Linked DNA regions of Mus musculus: regions 1, 2, 4 and 5 are each linked to region 3. Evidence: chromatin contacts called from public HiChIP or PLAC-seq and promoter capture Hi-C data. All regions are on one chromosome and are shown on one strand. The core of a region is the stretch at or near the end of the contact, and the rest is flanking DNA. Distances in the headings are between cores, read along the strand shown. Region 1 holds the start of Donson (downstream neighbor of SON). Region 2 holds the start of Psmg1 (proteasome (prosome, macropain) assembly chaperone 1). Region 3 holds the start of Chaf1b (chromatin assembly factor 1, subunit B (p60)). Region 4 holds the start of Cryzl1 (crystallin, zeta (quinone reductase)-like 1). Region 5 holds the start of Brwd1 (bromodomain and WD repeat domain containing 1).

Region 1 (2,700 bases), core at 42-2,541, 2.2 Mb before region 3:
GTGTACAGCATCATGTCCCATGTAATTCATGGAATTCCTGGGGATCCAGCCCTGAGGTCTTTGAACATTAGGCAAGCATTTTACAAACTGAGGTTCAGTCCCAGACTTTGAATTCATTCCTGGAACTCATTTTTTCAAGAGAAAAGCTTTTGAGAAGTATGTTTATTAGAATATACATTATATTCAGCCCTTTGAAAGTATTTCCTAGAGTGAGCCATTGAGATGGCTCAGAAGGTAGAGGCACTTGCTTCTGGCCTGCCTGACAACCTGAGTCCAATCCTTCTACTCACACAGTGGAGGGACTGGCCTCTACACACACAATTGTGGCACAAACTAGAAATGTAATTTTTAAAAGTACCTGGGACAGTTCCGTGCCAGTTCTTTCATGAGATGATGTGTCCTCCCACAGCAAGTTATTTTCTTCATTAGAATCTAGAAGCTGAGGTTAAGAAAAGAGTGGTCCTTTTAAAACCTAAGCGATGAGGGAATGTGAACTATGTAAGGGCTCACCTGGCACACCAGGTTCTCAGGAGAGTGAGTGGGAGCTCACATCCATACAGTACCATGTTTCATTGCAGATTTGTGCCTGAACTTATCTAAACGGGAGGAAAGGCCAGACTTTGACGCATTTAATAACTGATACAAAAATCTTAGACCAAAAGTTCCAAAAAAGCTTTATGAGTAAAACCAACATTTGTAAATTCTGACCCGATTTATCTTCAACAGTCCACAGTAATTTCAAGTGCCTGAGAAAAAGGTCTTGAAAGGATGGTGAGAAGGCAGATTCTGTGGCTTTCCATCACAGTTCGGAGGACTATTCGAGCCACCTTCCTGGGTATCCATCCCTAAGTCCTTCTTACAGGAGAGGGCAGCCACCCCCTCCCCCGCCCCAGCTCAGGACATCAGCCTGCGGCGGCTGTTCGCGCCCATTCCCACCCCTGACGCCCGGCTGCGGGACGCGGAGACTCACCGGGCCCGACGCCCCCTGAGGACCGCGGAGCGGCTCTTCGCTGGCCTCGTCCGAGACTCGCGGCCGGTTGTCCAGGCGAGCGAAAGGGTTCCTGCGGGCGATGGTCGCGGCGGCGCCTCCTCTGCCGCCGGCGGTCGGGAAGGGGCGCAAGGGCAGCCCAGCCGCCAGCGCGGCGCGGCGGGGCGCGGGCTCCGGCAGTGAGGCGGGCACGGCGGCACCATGGTCCCGAGACCTTTTCCGGCGGAGCCGCACGGTCTCAGGCGGCCTCTTGAAGCTAGGCGAGTAGCCGGGCACCGAGACAGCCATTGCGCAGCACCGAGGCAGCTCCGCAGCCCTGCCGGGGCTTCCCGCGCGCCCCGGCCCCGCCCAGACCCCGCGCTGCTCACGGACTGGAGGCTCCTGAGGCCCCGCCCCGCCACGGGCCCGCCCCGACGGAGCATGCGTGCCAGGCCGTGCCGCCCCGCCCAACAGATTTCCCGGTGGCCGCTTCCGGCCGGGCGCGCGCAGCTCGCGGCTCTCCTGCTGCGAGGTCGGCGTCGCTGAGAACGCGACGGCGGCGCGCGGCACCCGGTAGGGCTCGGAAAAGGGATTAACAGTACCAACTCGGCAGCGGGCGTAGTGTCAGCCCCGGGTACGGAGCATGAATGCACAGCAAACAACACATTGATTGGTGGTGATGGGCAGTTACTTCTCTCCGTGAGAAGCCGCAATATCATTCTGAGAGAGACGGTGATGGGCCGAGCTCAACACAGTACCCACGAGGGGGAAATGTCCGCCAGCTTCAGGCTAGCCGCAGGCCAACTCTTCCACCCTTGTCCCCAGTGCCCGACCACCGCAGCCCTCTATGCAAATGCCGTCACTACTACAGGACCAGGTACTATGATTCCGTATGATCTCGGAGAAATTCAGAGTGAATGAATATTTAAAAACATTTTAAATGCCAGTGGATTAGATACTTTGAAGTCGGAAAGTACAAATGCTAAAATAATGGCATCAACGGTTTGTTAAGGAAGGTGTTGAGAATGAAGTTGATAACAAAATCAAATGACGTTTGGTATAGCAAAAGCATGTGACAGATGTATTTGCTAGAATAGTGTAGCTTTTGCTGAAAGCAGTTTTCTTAATGGAAAGAATTTTATAGCAGAGGCAAAGTGTACAGATACAATAACTAAAAGAAGCTTTTGGAATGTCCCCTTCAGATGGTAAAAAAATTATCTGGATTGTTTGCACATTAATTTTGGAAGTATTTTTCAAATATGTCAAATAACCAAACATCTTACTGTGGCAGGAAAACAGGCTTAAAAATATAAAATCTTGCTTTATCGTCCTTGGTTTTTCTCAACAATTTCCAAAGAAAACTGGCTTCCCCCACTGGTGTGGGTGCATCCGACTGAGATCAGGGAAGAGAATTAAAATTGAACGACTTGCTTTTTTCTTTCTTGATTTTTCTGAACAACTTCCATGGAAACCTTTGCCTCATACAGTGGGATGGGCTCATCGAGCAGAGGCCTGAGGAGGGAAATGATTCGAGATGTCAGGCACAGGCACAGAGGAGCACAGCACGCAGGATGCAGTAGACCACACATTTGCTTATTTTCCTTTATCTAACACAAGCAGCTCGAGCCTTTAATCCCAGCACTGGCGAGGCAGAGGCAGGTGAACCTCTGCAAGTTGCTGGTCAGCCAGCCTGAGCTAGATAGCTATCTTAAAAAGAAAAATCCAAACAGAAA
Region 2 (2,700 bases), core at 29-2,528, 2.1 Mb after region 3:
AGATTAAGAGATTAAGTGATAGGTGCTATATAGAGCTGGATGTATAAATAGATGGAAGACAGATGAGATCGATGGTAGACATGTTACTTATAGATATTTATATGGGTAGTAGAAAGGTGCTATATTTACATATACATGGATGGATAAATAGGTAGGTGATAGAAGACAGAGATGAGTGGATAGTTGGATGGATAGATGGTGTTAGATAAAATAATCAGTGTCCTTGGTGCCCTTGCAAATGGATAAAACACTTTCTTTTTATGAGTAAAACTACTAACAAACTTCATACTAGCCTGACACACACAATGCCAGCACCCACAAGCCAGACACAATGTAAAAAGACACTAAAAGCATCTCCAACACTCCAGCCCGCAAAATGCTGAATGTGACCAAGACTTCAAACAAACGTTCAAGCATTTAGCTGTGGCAAAAGTAAGCTAAGACTGACCATCAGACAAATCAGGGCTCTCGGGAAGAGTGTGAGAAGTGAGAGGGAGCTGTCAAATGAAACGAACTGCCAAAAGTGTCTGTCGTTGACACAATCACCGGGAAGTGTATTTTAAAAATCTAGGTGAATTTGACTGTGGACTGGTATGATACTGAAAACGTGTTATTAGCAAACGTGGGGTAGGGAAGGTGCTAAGTTGCCAACACAAACATGACGACCCAAGTTCTGATCCGAGAACCCGCCTAAAAGCTCAGAATGGAGGTACTGAAAAAATAGGAGAATCAACAAAGTTTAATTATGTGCATATTTTATGTGTGGGTTTGCTCTAGAGTACAAATAATTGAGACAGCATGCTTAGGAAGACGTGTGGGGAGTCCTAATCGGAAACTCGTAGGGGTGGTGGGAGAGGAAATGAATGTGGTAAAACCTTGACCAAGGAAGGGGCTGGCGTGACCTGACTTCTGTGTCTGAAAGTAGTTTTGAAAGAAATACGGCCGACATGCGGCGTGACCTAAAGTGCACGGTGGAGGGCGAGCATCGCTGGGCTGCCGACGTCCCAGCGTGAACGCAGGGCACCCTGCAGGCCGACACCGCCTGACGCTCGCAGCCTTCCGGGAGCCTGACCTCTTCCGCGCCAGCTGCCGCCGGACCTCCCGGTCCTCCGGCGTGTCCCGCCTGCTCTGCTCCTCCTCCTCTTCTTCCTCCTCAGTCCCAGCTCTGCACGGCGCCTTCACCACCTCGCCAAAGAACGTGGCAGCCATGGTCCCTCAGCTCCGCGCGGCCAGACAGCGCATGCGCGCCGGCCCGCAGTCACGCCCCCTCCAAGCCACGCCCCCACCCCGCCTCCGAGCGAGGATACGCCTTCCGTGGGGGGAGGGGGGAGAACCTAAGAGCTTCCGGTCCGCCGCGAGAAATGTCCCGCGGCGCGCTTCCGTCATCCTGTTAACCGGGGCACGCAGCGCCCGCTCCACACCCGGCGACCCTCCTGCAAGGACCCACCCGTGGAGGAAACCCAGAGCTGCGGGTGAAGCACAGACAGCTCCAGGGTTGATGACTGCAAGCGGATTCAGAGAACATGAGTGAGGCTGCAAGGCTAGGCTTTTTAAAACCTGGCCATATGTAACTCATAGACCGTGTTTTCTACTTTAATGACAGGAAGAATGTGTGTTTCTGGTTTGTGTGCTGGAAGACAAAGAGCTCCACCGAATGCTGCTCCCACGAGAAAAAGGGTAACTGGCACCTCAGTGGGAAATAAAAACACATTCTAGATTTGCTTGTGAGGAAATGGAGACTGCATTGCCCAGGGTAAAATGTTTGGGGATCAGAGGGTCCTTTAAAAATCAAAACTCTTGGAAAGTTGTTTAAAAATCTCTCACAATGTAGAAAAACGATGCTTCAAGTCTACTGGGAGGAAAAAGCATATCAATCTTAACATACATACTCACTGGTTAATAAAAAGCAGATGAATGCCGGGCAGTGGTGACACACACCTTTAATCCCAGCACCCGGGAGGCAGAGGCAGATGGATTTCTGAGTTCAAGGCCATCATGGTCTACAGAGGGAGCTCCAGGACATCCTTTGGCTACACAGAGAAACCCTGTCTAGAAAAACCAAAGAAATAAATAAAAAGCAGATGTATACCAACTAGAACACTTTGTGTGTAACTATAGCACACACACAAGATTCTCAGTGTGGTGTCTTTAAGACTCAGATTCCAGGGTTAGTAGAAGCGAGCTGAAGAGCAGATGTCCCTGGCTGTCTCTTTGCTGGTTTCTTAAGCGGATACTTTGCTGATAAAGATACTCGATTTGATTTCTCACTCACACATGAAAAAAGCACCAACAGAAATCTGAAGCGTGTTGGTAAATCATAGGGAAGTGGTGGCTTGTCGGCACACATTTGCAGGAGGGATTTTACTACAGTGTTACTCCATTCAGTCACAATAAAGAGACCAAACACTTTAAAGGGTAAATAAAAATATGTTCCAATTAAAGGCCAGAAAGGGATTCCATTATAAAAGGCTGGACAGGATCAGACAGCAAGATGTAACTTCAGATCTTCAATTCACACTGCCAAAATTCACAGGTCTTCATTAGACTGATATATTTTCATTTCATGGCATTTCTTGAGGATATAATTGCTCAATAAGTAATTCTATGACATTTGGGATTGGACATTTAAATTTTTCATTAAAGCTCAAAATAAATAAATAAATAAACCAAACCCATGCACCAAAGAGGAGGAAGGGAACT
Region 3 (2,726 bases), core at 124-2,623:
CTCCTTGGGCAAACCATATACAAGCCATCACAGTATGTATGCATGTGCACCATATGTGTGCCTGGTGCTTTTGGAGGTCAGAAAAGGGTGTTGGGTTAACTGGAACTGTGTCATGATCCACCATGTGGGTTCTGGAAACTGAACCCAGGGCCTTGACCAAAGCAGCCAGTGCTCTTACATGCTGAGTCCTCTCCAGCTCTTGAGATCATTTCTTTATAAAAACCCAACTTTCGCCGGGCAGTGGTGGTGTATGGCTTTAATCTCAACACTTGAGAGGCAGAGACAGGTGAATTTCTGAGTTCGAGGCCAGCCTGGTCTACAGAATGAGTTTCAGGACAGCCAGGGCTGTACAGAGAAACCCTGTCTTGGAAAAAAAAAAAAACAAAAACAAAAACAAAAACAAAAAAAACCTTAACTTTCATATGCTGGCCTGTAAGAAGTCAAAACCATAGGAGACAAGAATCTTTAAAAAATATGTGACATTATTGAGAAGGTCATGGTGGATAAATTAACCATTACATAATTGGAATGGAAGTTCCTACACATTCATGAGGCTGGCCTCAATCTTGCTGTGTAGTTAAGGTTGACCTTGAACTCCTGATCATCTTCCCATTTCCACCTTCAGAGTGTTGGGATTACCATCATAACAACCATTCTAGGCGTCTGTCACATCGCTAAGAGAGGGCGAAGGCATTGCTGTTTTATTGACATTTTGAAACTCCAGAGCCATTTTGAGATATTTGGTGGGGCAGGACAGCTCTCAAATATCCACTGCCTGGGACACTCTTATTTGGTTATATTAGATGAGTCCCAAAGTTTCCCATCTGCCCTATAAGAAATGTTATATATTTTTTGTTTAGTCTTTAGTTCAGGCTGGCCTGGAACTCTCTGTAGCTGAGGATAACCTTCCTCTTAGGGTCCTCTGGAGTGCTGAGATCACCGGCAGGGGCTGGTGACAGAACCGCTGCTGTTGGCTAAGCGTGCAATCAGCTGCCTGCGTCTCTAGTCCCGCTTTTCTTTCTAGACCGTAAATTCCAGGCGGGAAGATCTGTCCGATGAGCATGTGACACTGACGCGTGGTAGGTAGGACGTCTTGCATCTCGGGTTAGCACGTCAAAGCTGGACGAGCCTGGACTCCTCCGAGGCGCGGGAATGGGATTCCCAGTCCCGCCCAACAGGAGCCACGAGCCGCGACAGCCCCGCCCACGAGAAAGAAAAGAGCCCAGAGCTCCGCCCACCGGAAGCCAAGGTGCCGGGAGATTGCTGGCCACTGGGAGGAGGGATGCCCTGGACCCTCCCATTCAGAGACTTTGTCTTGTGACAGCCCCGCCCACGCGGAGGCGGGACGCCCCGGAACTCCGCCCCGAGGAGGCGTGACCGGAGGCGTGGCCTGCGGCGCGCGGGAAGCTGCGGGCTGTGGCGGCCCCGGGTGGACCGAGTTACTGCAGGTAGGTTTGCTGATACCCGGCTTCCGCGCTTCTGACCTGGGTTGGGCTGCAGCTCCTCACCGGGGCCGTGAGTTCTGATCTCAGCGCGGGCGCAGGCAGAAGGCAGTTCGTCCCAGACCACAGTCCCCACCGGGACCGGGACTCGCGCGCCTTCCGCCAGGCCGGGTTGGGCCGCCCGGACCCGCGCCCCTCCCCGTGAACTCCCTCCCTTGCTGCTCCCCGGGATGATAGCCAGTACTCCGGTACCGGTCTCTGGGACCCCACCTCAACACGATGCTCTGTGCTGCCCGTCCTCGCCTCCGTCTGGGGTGTTTGGTTTCTTTCTCTTCCGGAACCGTACACTGGTGGAAGTCTCTCTACCTGCGGGAGCATTTTAGCTGAAGATTGCAGGTGTCTGAGCCGTCGGCGTCGCTAATGGCTTCTGTGCTCTTTCCCCGGCTCGCCCTTCATGTTCCAGGGTCGCTGTTTAACTCTTTGCTAACGTTTCCAGCCTCCCTTTGCCTGGCGGAAACTCTGGAGGATGAAAGTGATCACGTGTGAAATCGCCTGGCACAACAAGGAGCCAGTGTACAGCCTGGACTTCCAGCATGGGGCAACCTGGAAGATCCACAGGCTGGCATCCGCGGGGGTGGACACCGCCGTCAGGGTAAATGGACAGGCGGGAGGATACGGGGAGGTTCTACGCGGAGCTCACGTTTTCATTCCTTTGTTTAAAACTGAAGGCAGCAACTCAAGTCGGGTTGCCACCTAGTCCAGTGTACTAAGTTCTGAGGCCTGGGGAAAGCAAGGAATGCTGAGAAGATTAGCTTTCTTAACATTTGCTACATTGTTTTTGTTTGTTTTGTTTGTTGTTTCAAGACAGGGTTTCTCTGTGTAGCCCTGGCTGTCCTAGAACTCTGTAGACCAGGCTGACCTCGAACCCTCTGACTCCCAAGTGCTGGGAATAAAGGCGTGGGCCACCACGGCCCGGCTATTTGCTACATTGTTACAAGTGGGTTCTCAGTATTTTAGAATACTAAACTAGGAAGAGCTCTGTGGTGCCAGGCATGTATCCCCAATACCCATACGGTACAGATCTGAAGTTTGAGATTCTCAACAGTAGTGAGTTTGAGTCCAGCCTGGGCTAGGTGAGACCTTGTCTCAAAATAGTAATACTGAGCCTAGCTCCTGTGCTCTGTGCTTTGCCCATTTGCTCTAAAGAACTGGAAGAGGGGAATAGCAGGTAAGGGGACTGATGGTGTGCATTTCTGCTAATACTTCCTTTGATTTACAAAGTTT
Region 4 (2,700 bases), core at 17-2,516, 2.2 Mb before region 3:
AGTTCTGAACCCATGTACTGAAGCAGCAAAGGGATGTCGCTGGCAATCACATGACTAACACTGCTGAGTTTGTGCAATGGTCTCTTGCATCATCTGGATTCGGAGAGCGGCGAATAGCCACAGGTGGCTACTCCGCACGTGAGTGGCGTGCCCTTAGGATGAGGGTACGAGGGTATGCTGCGAGGGTAAAACGCACAACAGATACACTGTCTCATTTAAATATCTGATTTCTTTAAAGGTTGAAATAATATTTGGATAAGCTGGTTTAAGAGAAACGTAAAATTAATTTCACGTGGTCTCTTCACTGTCCAAATGTGGCTCCCAGGAAATCTAAAAGCGTCTGGGTGCCTAGAACATCTGTCCTGGACAGGCAATGCAAAACTCAGCTACTGTGGACTGGCTATACTTGGCAGTTTGTTTAAAATGCCATATATAGATATATATATATAATTTTTAAAAAGCAAATGCAGACCACCAGGCCCAAATCCAGAATCAGTATCTGCACCTCCTCACGACCCTGGGATAATTCTTTAGTATGGCTCAAGTATGGCCGGCTCAATGAAGCAGGCAATTCCTGACCCAAGGCCCCATTACTGCGAACACCCACCCTTGTTTGCTTTAGGAAACCGCTTACTGGAAATGCAAAGAGAAGGATAAGAAGGGTGACAAGGGAAGTAGTAATAGAGACAGCATCAGAAACAGTGATAGGGAGAAGCTGGGGGCGGGGAGGACTCAACCCAGGAGAAAGGCAGTTCTAGACCTTTGCCTCCATAAACGCGGAGGAAGAAGCAAAGATCAGTCTACAATCAAAACCTAGCCAGGGTCAGGAACTGTCCGTCAAATCTAGTATTACCCGCCCCTCGGCGGCCTCGGCCAAGCTAGGCCTGAGCCAGGGCATCTCTGAGGTCGGCGTGTGATGCGAAGTACCAGTCTCCCCAGGGTTAGACAGCTCCTTCAGGCGTTTCTCCATTTTTCGCCCAAAGTCCCATTTCAGAGACACACATCGTTCTTCCCTGGCTCACCTGGCTCGGAGCAACCTCAACCGCCAGCGCCTTCGCCGCCGCCACCTTCCCAGTCCTTCTGCAGAGAGCCCGCCTTCTTGGGTCCAAACAGTACTGCCATTGGTCAGACTGCCCGTCACTACCGCAGGATGACCGATCTGGGGGAGGCTGTGACGAACGCCATGGCAACTGAACCCGGAACTACATCTCCCAGCATGCTGCTTCCCGTAGAGAGACGAGTCGCCGCCCCAGGGACCACCAATAAATGGGAGAAGTTGGGCGTTGCCAAGATGGGTTCCGTTTTATGCAAATTAGAGTAAAAGGCCACACCCTTCCTCATTCCAACCGTAACCCCTACCATCTTTCTTCAGTCTTTGTGTCTTTCGCCTTTCGTGCCCACGCTCTTTCTGCAAAACCTTCAATTTAGTTGAATGTATCCTAGCTACTGTCGCGCATAGAAAAGAGCAAAGCGCCAAATCGTGAAACAAAATCTCCGCACGCATAGAGCAGAAACCTCTAGTTACGCCTTCAAGGGACGAGACAAGGATGGGAGGGGAAAAAAGTGTGTGTGTGTGGGGGGGTGCTATCCAAACTACTTCATTGGTGTATCTCGTTGTCACTCTGTACACCTCTATTTCCTTTGGCTCCTTTCTTCTTTTTTGCCCACCTAGTGGGCGGAGTCATAGGAGAGAGCGAAGGCGTGGTCTCCGCCGTCCGATTGGCAGGCGGTTATCCCCGCCCATCTATGGGTGGGGCGGAGGGCAGGCTGTGGGCGGAGGGGCGGCGGCGGAGGGAGATGAGGAGTTAGGCGGGAGTGAGGGAGCGAAGGAGCGAAGGAGGGCGAGAGGAGTGGAGCGGCGCGGGGAGGGCGCGCAGCTTGGTTGCTCCGTAGTACGGCGGCTCGCAAGGGAGCATCCCGAGCGGGCTCCGGGACGGCCGGGAGGCAGGCAGGCGGGCGGGCGGGGATGGTGTGCGCGGCTGCGGACTCGGCGTTCCTCCGCGCGGCGTGCGGGCTGCACTGATTTGTGTGAGGGGCGGCCGCGCGCACCCGCCCGGAGATGAGGTGAGGAGCTGACGCGGGCGGCCTGGCGCGCGGGCGGGGGTCGGCGATGGCCGCCCCGGGGTCGGGTCCAGCGGCCGGGCGCGCGTCCCTGCGGCCGCCGTCGCCGCTCCGCCCGGTCTTTCTCATCCTCCCCGGGGGCAGCGGGGCGGGCGGGCCGCGGCGGTGGCGGCCGCGGGACGGGTTCGGGCTGAATGGGCGTCCGCAGCCACGGCCGGCGCTCCCGTGGGGGGCATCGCGGCGGGCGGTCCTTCCACCGCTGACCCCTCTGCCCTCGGCCGCCGGAGGGTGGCGGGCCGACCCGGCCTCCCGGGGATCCCGAGCTCGCGGGAGCCGCATCGCGCCGCCCGCGGGTGCCCCCGGCCTCGAGTCCCCGGCTCATCCTTTTTCTCTAGCGCCTGCTTGGAATACCCTGTCAAGTGAAGGGCGGTCAATGCCGTTTGGGCCGAAGTGGTGCGGCCGGGGCTGGCTCTGATGGCATTTAACAGAAAGCGGCTACCCTTGCAGCGGGCGTGCGTCCCCTTCTCGGCCGCTTCGCCCTCCTTGCGCACGCACTGACTCGGGTGTCTGCTGTGGACCCAGTGCATAATTGCGGTCCCTTCTTGGGGGTGGGGGGGGGCACCAGAAAATGCAATCCGG
Region 5 (2,700 bases), core at 194-2,693, 2.2 Mb after region 3:
AACTCAACTATACACAAGAACCTCTAAGCAAGTAGGGAAAATAAGGCAAAGGAAAATAAATGTAATCCGCAAGTTACCACTCCTCGGAAATGTTAAGACAGGCACACACAACTGCTTCTGAGAGCTTAGTCCGAGCTCTCAGAAGCAGGAAATGAATTCAAGGCCAGCCTGGCCTACCCGAGTTCAAGGCAAGACAGTGGTACGTAATGACACCCTGTCTCAAAAAATAAATACACCGACTGACGGATGTCAACTTAAAGCCTGAACCGCTACATACAGCAAGATCAAGTGTGAGCCAACTTTCTAAAGGCAGTCAACACACAGTGCACGGGTCGGGGAAGCAGGGGTGCCGCACTGACATATTCACCACGGAGAACTCTGTGCGATCCTACAGAGGAAGGGAGTACAGTACAGGAAGGGGCCATTTCTCCACCTTGGGAGACTAAGGACTCTCTCTCTATTCCTGGGGAACAAGAGGTCTGAAAGTCTGGGCGGGGCAGAGAAAGGAGAGACCAATGAGAGCTCGAGTTACAAATCGGGAAGGGAGAGAGATGAGAGCGCCCCTCTCAGTGGCTGGCGGCCGCACCTGGAGCCCCAGCCCGGCCGCGAGCCAGGGGCGCCCCCGCCTGCGCCCGGCACCGCCCCCAAAACCATTTTCTGCCAAATCCCGCCCCCCACCCCGCCACCGCGAGCCCTCGGGGGTCGGGCCCGTCGCCCCGGGACGCCGGACCACCAGAGACCACCCCCGGGCGCGGCCCCGCGGCGCCCGCAGGGGAGCAGAGACCCGGCTGGGGGGCGCGGGCGCGCGGAGGACGCGGGAGCTGCTCACCAATTCCTCGTAGCTCCTGTTGTGCTCGTTGCCCTCCCAGTCCAACCTCTTCGGCAACAGCTGGAATGAGACACGAAAGGCGTCCGGGTGACCACCGCGGCCGGGAGGCCGGGCGGGACCGGGACGCGGGGGCGGGGACGGGGACGCGGGGGCGGCGGACCGACCTGGTACTGCTCCAGCTCCTGCACCAGCACCTGCGGCAGAGAAGACGCGCGGTCAGACCCCGTCAGCTGCCCCGCTCACCCCCGGTTCGTTCGCCCCCGGTTCGCTCGCTCGCCCGCCCGCCCGCTCGCCCAGCCGGCACTCACCTGCGCCGCTCGGCGACACGGGCCAGCTGAGAGGTAGCGGGCGATGAGAAAGTACAGCTCTGCGGGGAGAAGACAGGGACGGTCAGCGGCGGCTGCGCGACACCGGGCAGGGGACGCGCGGCCGTGTCTTACCCGACTCGATGAGAGGCACCGGACGTCGGGCCGGCGAAGGCTCCGCCATGGCGGGGCGCCGGGCGGGAGCGAGCGGACCAGCGAACAAGTGGAGCGCGTAGGCCGCGCCGAGGCCTGACCGGGCCGGCGTACCCCCAGCTCCTCAGGCGCGCGCCGCCGCCGCCATGCCGTGCGCGCCGCGCACCGACGCGTCCGCGGCAGGAAGTCGCGCGGGACCGAGGGGCGGGGAGCGAAGTAGTCCCCCCGCGGGGAGCCGGCGGCGTGGCACGACGCGGATGTGGCTCCTTGGCTGGGAGGCGGGCCTCGCCTCGGCGTCCTGTGCGTCGGGGGCGTGAAGCGCAAAAGGGGGCGGCGAGCCAGCCGGGGCTGCGTCCGCGGGGCGGGGGGTGGGGGGGCTGGGGCGCGCGTGGCCGGATTCCTGCGCGCGGTGAGGCGGCCGCCGGCCTTTGTGCGGCGGCGGAGGCGGTACGGCGAGCTGGAGTGGAGGGGGCGGGGCGGGGCAGGGCAGGGCGGAGCCTGGGAGGACGGTCACCTGGGCTGGGCCTGAAGACCCTGAGGCTGGGGAGGAGCTCTGCAGGAGGGTGGCTGAACCCAGAGCGGAGGCTGCGACACCACCTTACCCGCTGCCCTCCCGACCTCCCGCCGCCCCGCGTCCCGCGCCCCGCGATGGGTTAAAGATGCCCGGTACGGGTGACGGAATCTGGGAGTCCGCGATGACTTGACGGGAACTCAGAGGGCCCGTGGGAAACGGGCTGCGGCCACAAGTGTCAGTCGTTTTGTTGGAGGGGTGGAAGAGTTACAGAAAAATCCCCCTAATTACCGCTCTAGGCTCCTGACCCAACCGGATCTGTTTCACCACGTCCAGTGTGCGCTGACAAGCTCTGACGTAGAGTGCAGAACAGAACTAAACATGGCCATTGTTAGATTTATCGGGCAGCAGAGAGTCAGAAAAAGAGGCCTGACCTCAAACGACCTCGGCTCTTTATTCCCAAACACCAAAAGACAGTCGTCTTCCAACGGGAAAGCGAGCTCCTGTCGCGGGCTAGGGTGCGGCAAGGGAATTGTTTGTGTCTATAAAGAGTCTAGGGTGGTTCGGCTGTTTCTTTTCCTTAGGCTTAGGACATAGTGCTAGGGTGGCTCCGCATTCTTTTCTTAACCCCTGCGCCCCTGCGAAGGGCTGACCGAGCAAGGTCATTTGTAGGAGTCCTGTCTTGTGACCAAGGCGTTGTACCAGCTAGTCATTCTAGTGCCTGCGTGCGGAGGCAGAACGAGGTGTCCCAGTCGTGCCCGGGCAGTGAACCTTAGACTGGCTCCAACTATCAGGTGTATGATCCTAGGCAAATCACTTAACCTCTGTCTCAATTGGCCTTATCTGTAAATTGTAGCCAACAGTGCGGCTCCTTCCAGAGCTCAAGGATTTTATGAACTAAT

Evidence for each region. Promoter capture Hi-C pulls out the DNA fragments that hold promoters and counts their contacts. HiChIP or PLAC-seq counts read pairs in DNA pulled down with a chosen protein or histone mark.
Region 1: a contact with region 3 is called in a promoter capture Hi-C map of neutrophils, with 8 times the contacts expected there. The contact joins the promoter of Donson here to the promoter of Chaf1b in region 3. A contact is called at or near these places in 3 of 39 promoter capture datasets (the C10 cell line, hippocampal neurons and neutrophils), 1 of 484 Hi-C or Micro-C datasets (B cells), 3 of 115 datasets of contacts at active chromatin or transcription factors (astrocytes, bone marrow-derived macrophages and thymic regulatory T cells) and 1 of 9 other capture datasets (liver).
Region 2: a contact with region 3 is called in a promoter capture Hi-C map of erythroid cells, with 15 times the contacts expected there. The contact joins the promoter of Psmg1 here to the promoter of Chaf1b in region 3. A contact is called at or near these places in 2 of 39 promoter capture datasets (erythroid cells and hippocampal neurons) and 1 of 115 datasets of contacts at active chromatin or transcription factors (astrocytes).
Region 4: an H3K27ac HiChIP or PLAC-seq map of embryonic stem cells shows a contact between it and region 3, with 5 times the contacts expected there. The contact joins the promoter of Cryzl1 here to the promoter of Chaf1b in region 3. A contact is called at or near these places in 1 of 39 promoter capture datasets (hippocampal neurons) and 2 of 115 datasets of contacts at active chromatin or transcription factors (astrocytes and embryonic stem cells).
Region 5: an H3K27ac HiChIP or PLAC-seq map of extraembryonic endoderm stem cells shows a contact between it and region 3, with 11 times the contacts expected there. The contact joins the promoter of Brwd1 here to the promoter of Chaf1b in region 3. A contact is called at or near these places in 1 of 39 promoter capture datasets (hippocampal neurons) and 3 of 115 datasets of contacts at active chromatin or transcription factors (embryonic forebrain, extraembryonic endoderm stem cells and stem cell-derived neural progenitor cells).

What each region holds. Positions count from the first base shown.
Region 1 is chr16:91,687,437-91,690,136 of GRCm38.p6, forward strand. Donson (downstream neighbor of SON) reads right to left here and starts at 1,292. Exons shown (of 10, transcript NM_021720.1): 1 at 971-1,292; 2 at 359-439. The coding sequence starts at 1,276. It overlaps Cryzl1 (crystallin, zeta (quinone reductase)-like 1), which reads right to left. Exons shown (of 13, transcript NM_133679.2): 13 at 1,886-2,479. The coding sequence ends at 2,380. Gm10785 (predicted gene 10785) reads left to right here and starts at 1,462. Exons shown (of 6, transcript NR_040389.1): 1 at 1,462-1,844.
Region 2 is chr16:95,989,682-95,992,381 of GRCm38.p6, forward strand. It overlaps Psmg1 (proteasome (prosome, macropain) assembly chaperone 1), which reads right to left and starts at 1,279. Exons shown (of 7, transcript NM_019537.3): 1 at 1,073-1,279. The coding sequence starts at 1,209. It overlaps Brwd1 (bromodomain and WD repeat domain containing 1), which reads right to left. Exons shown (of 42, transcript NM_145125.3): 42 at 2,411-2,700.
Region 3 is chr16:93,882,528-93,885,253 of GRCm38.p6, forward strand. Chaf1b (chromatin assembly factor 1, subunit B (p60)) reads left to right here and starts at 1,374. Exons shown (of 14, transcript NM_028083.4): 1 at 1,374-1,448; 2 at 1,939-2,094. The coding sequence starts at 1,969.
Region 4 is chr16:91,727,536-91,730,235 of GRCm38.p6, forward strand. It overlaps Cryzl1 (crystallin, zeta (quinone reductase)-like 1), which reads right to left and starts at 1,267. Exons shown (of 13, transcript NM_133679.2): 1 at 1,023-1,267. Itsn1 (intersectin 1 (SH3 domain protein 1A)) reads left to right here and starts at 1,836. Exons shown (of 39, transcript NM_010587.2): 1 at 1,836-2,064. Gm46543 (a long non-coding RNA gene) reads left to right here. Exons shown (of 3, transcript XR_001781880.2): 3 at 984-1,046.
Region 5 is chr16:96,080,985-96,083,684 of GRCm38.p6, forward strand. Brwd1 (bromodomain and WD repeat domain containing 1) reads right to left here and starts at 1,444. Exons shown (of 42, transcript NM_145125.3): 1 at 1,270-1,444; 2 at 1,138-1,196; 3 at 994-1,023; 4 at 830-889. The coding sequence starts at 1,318.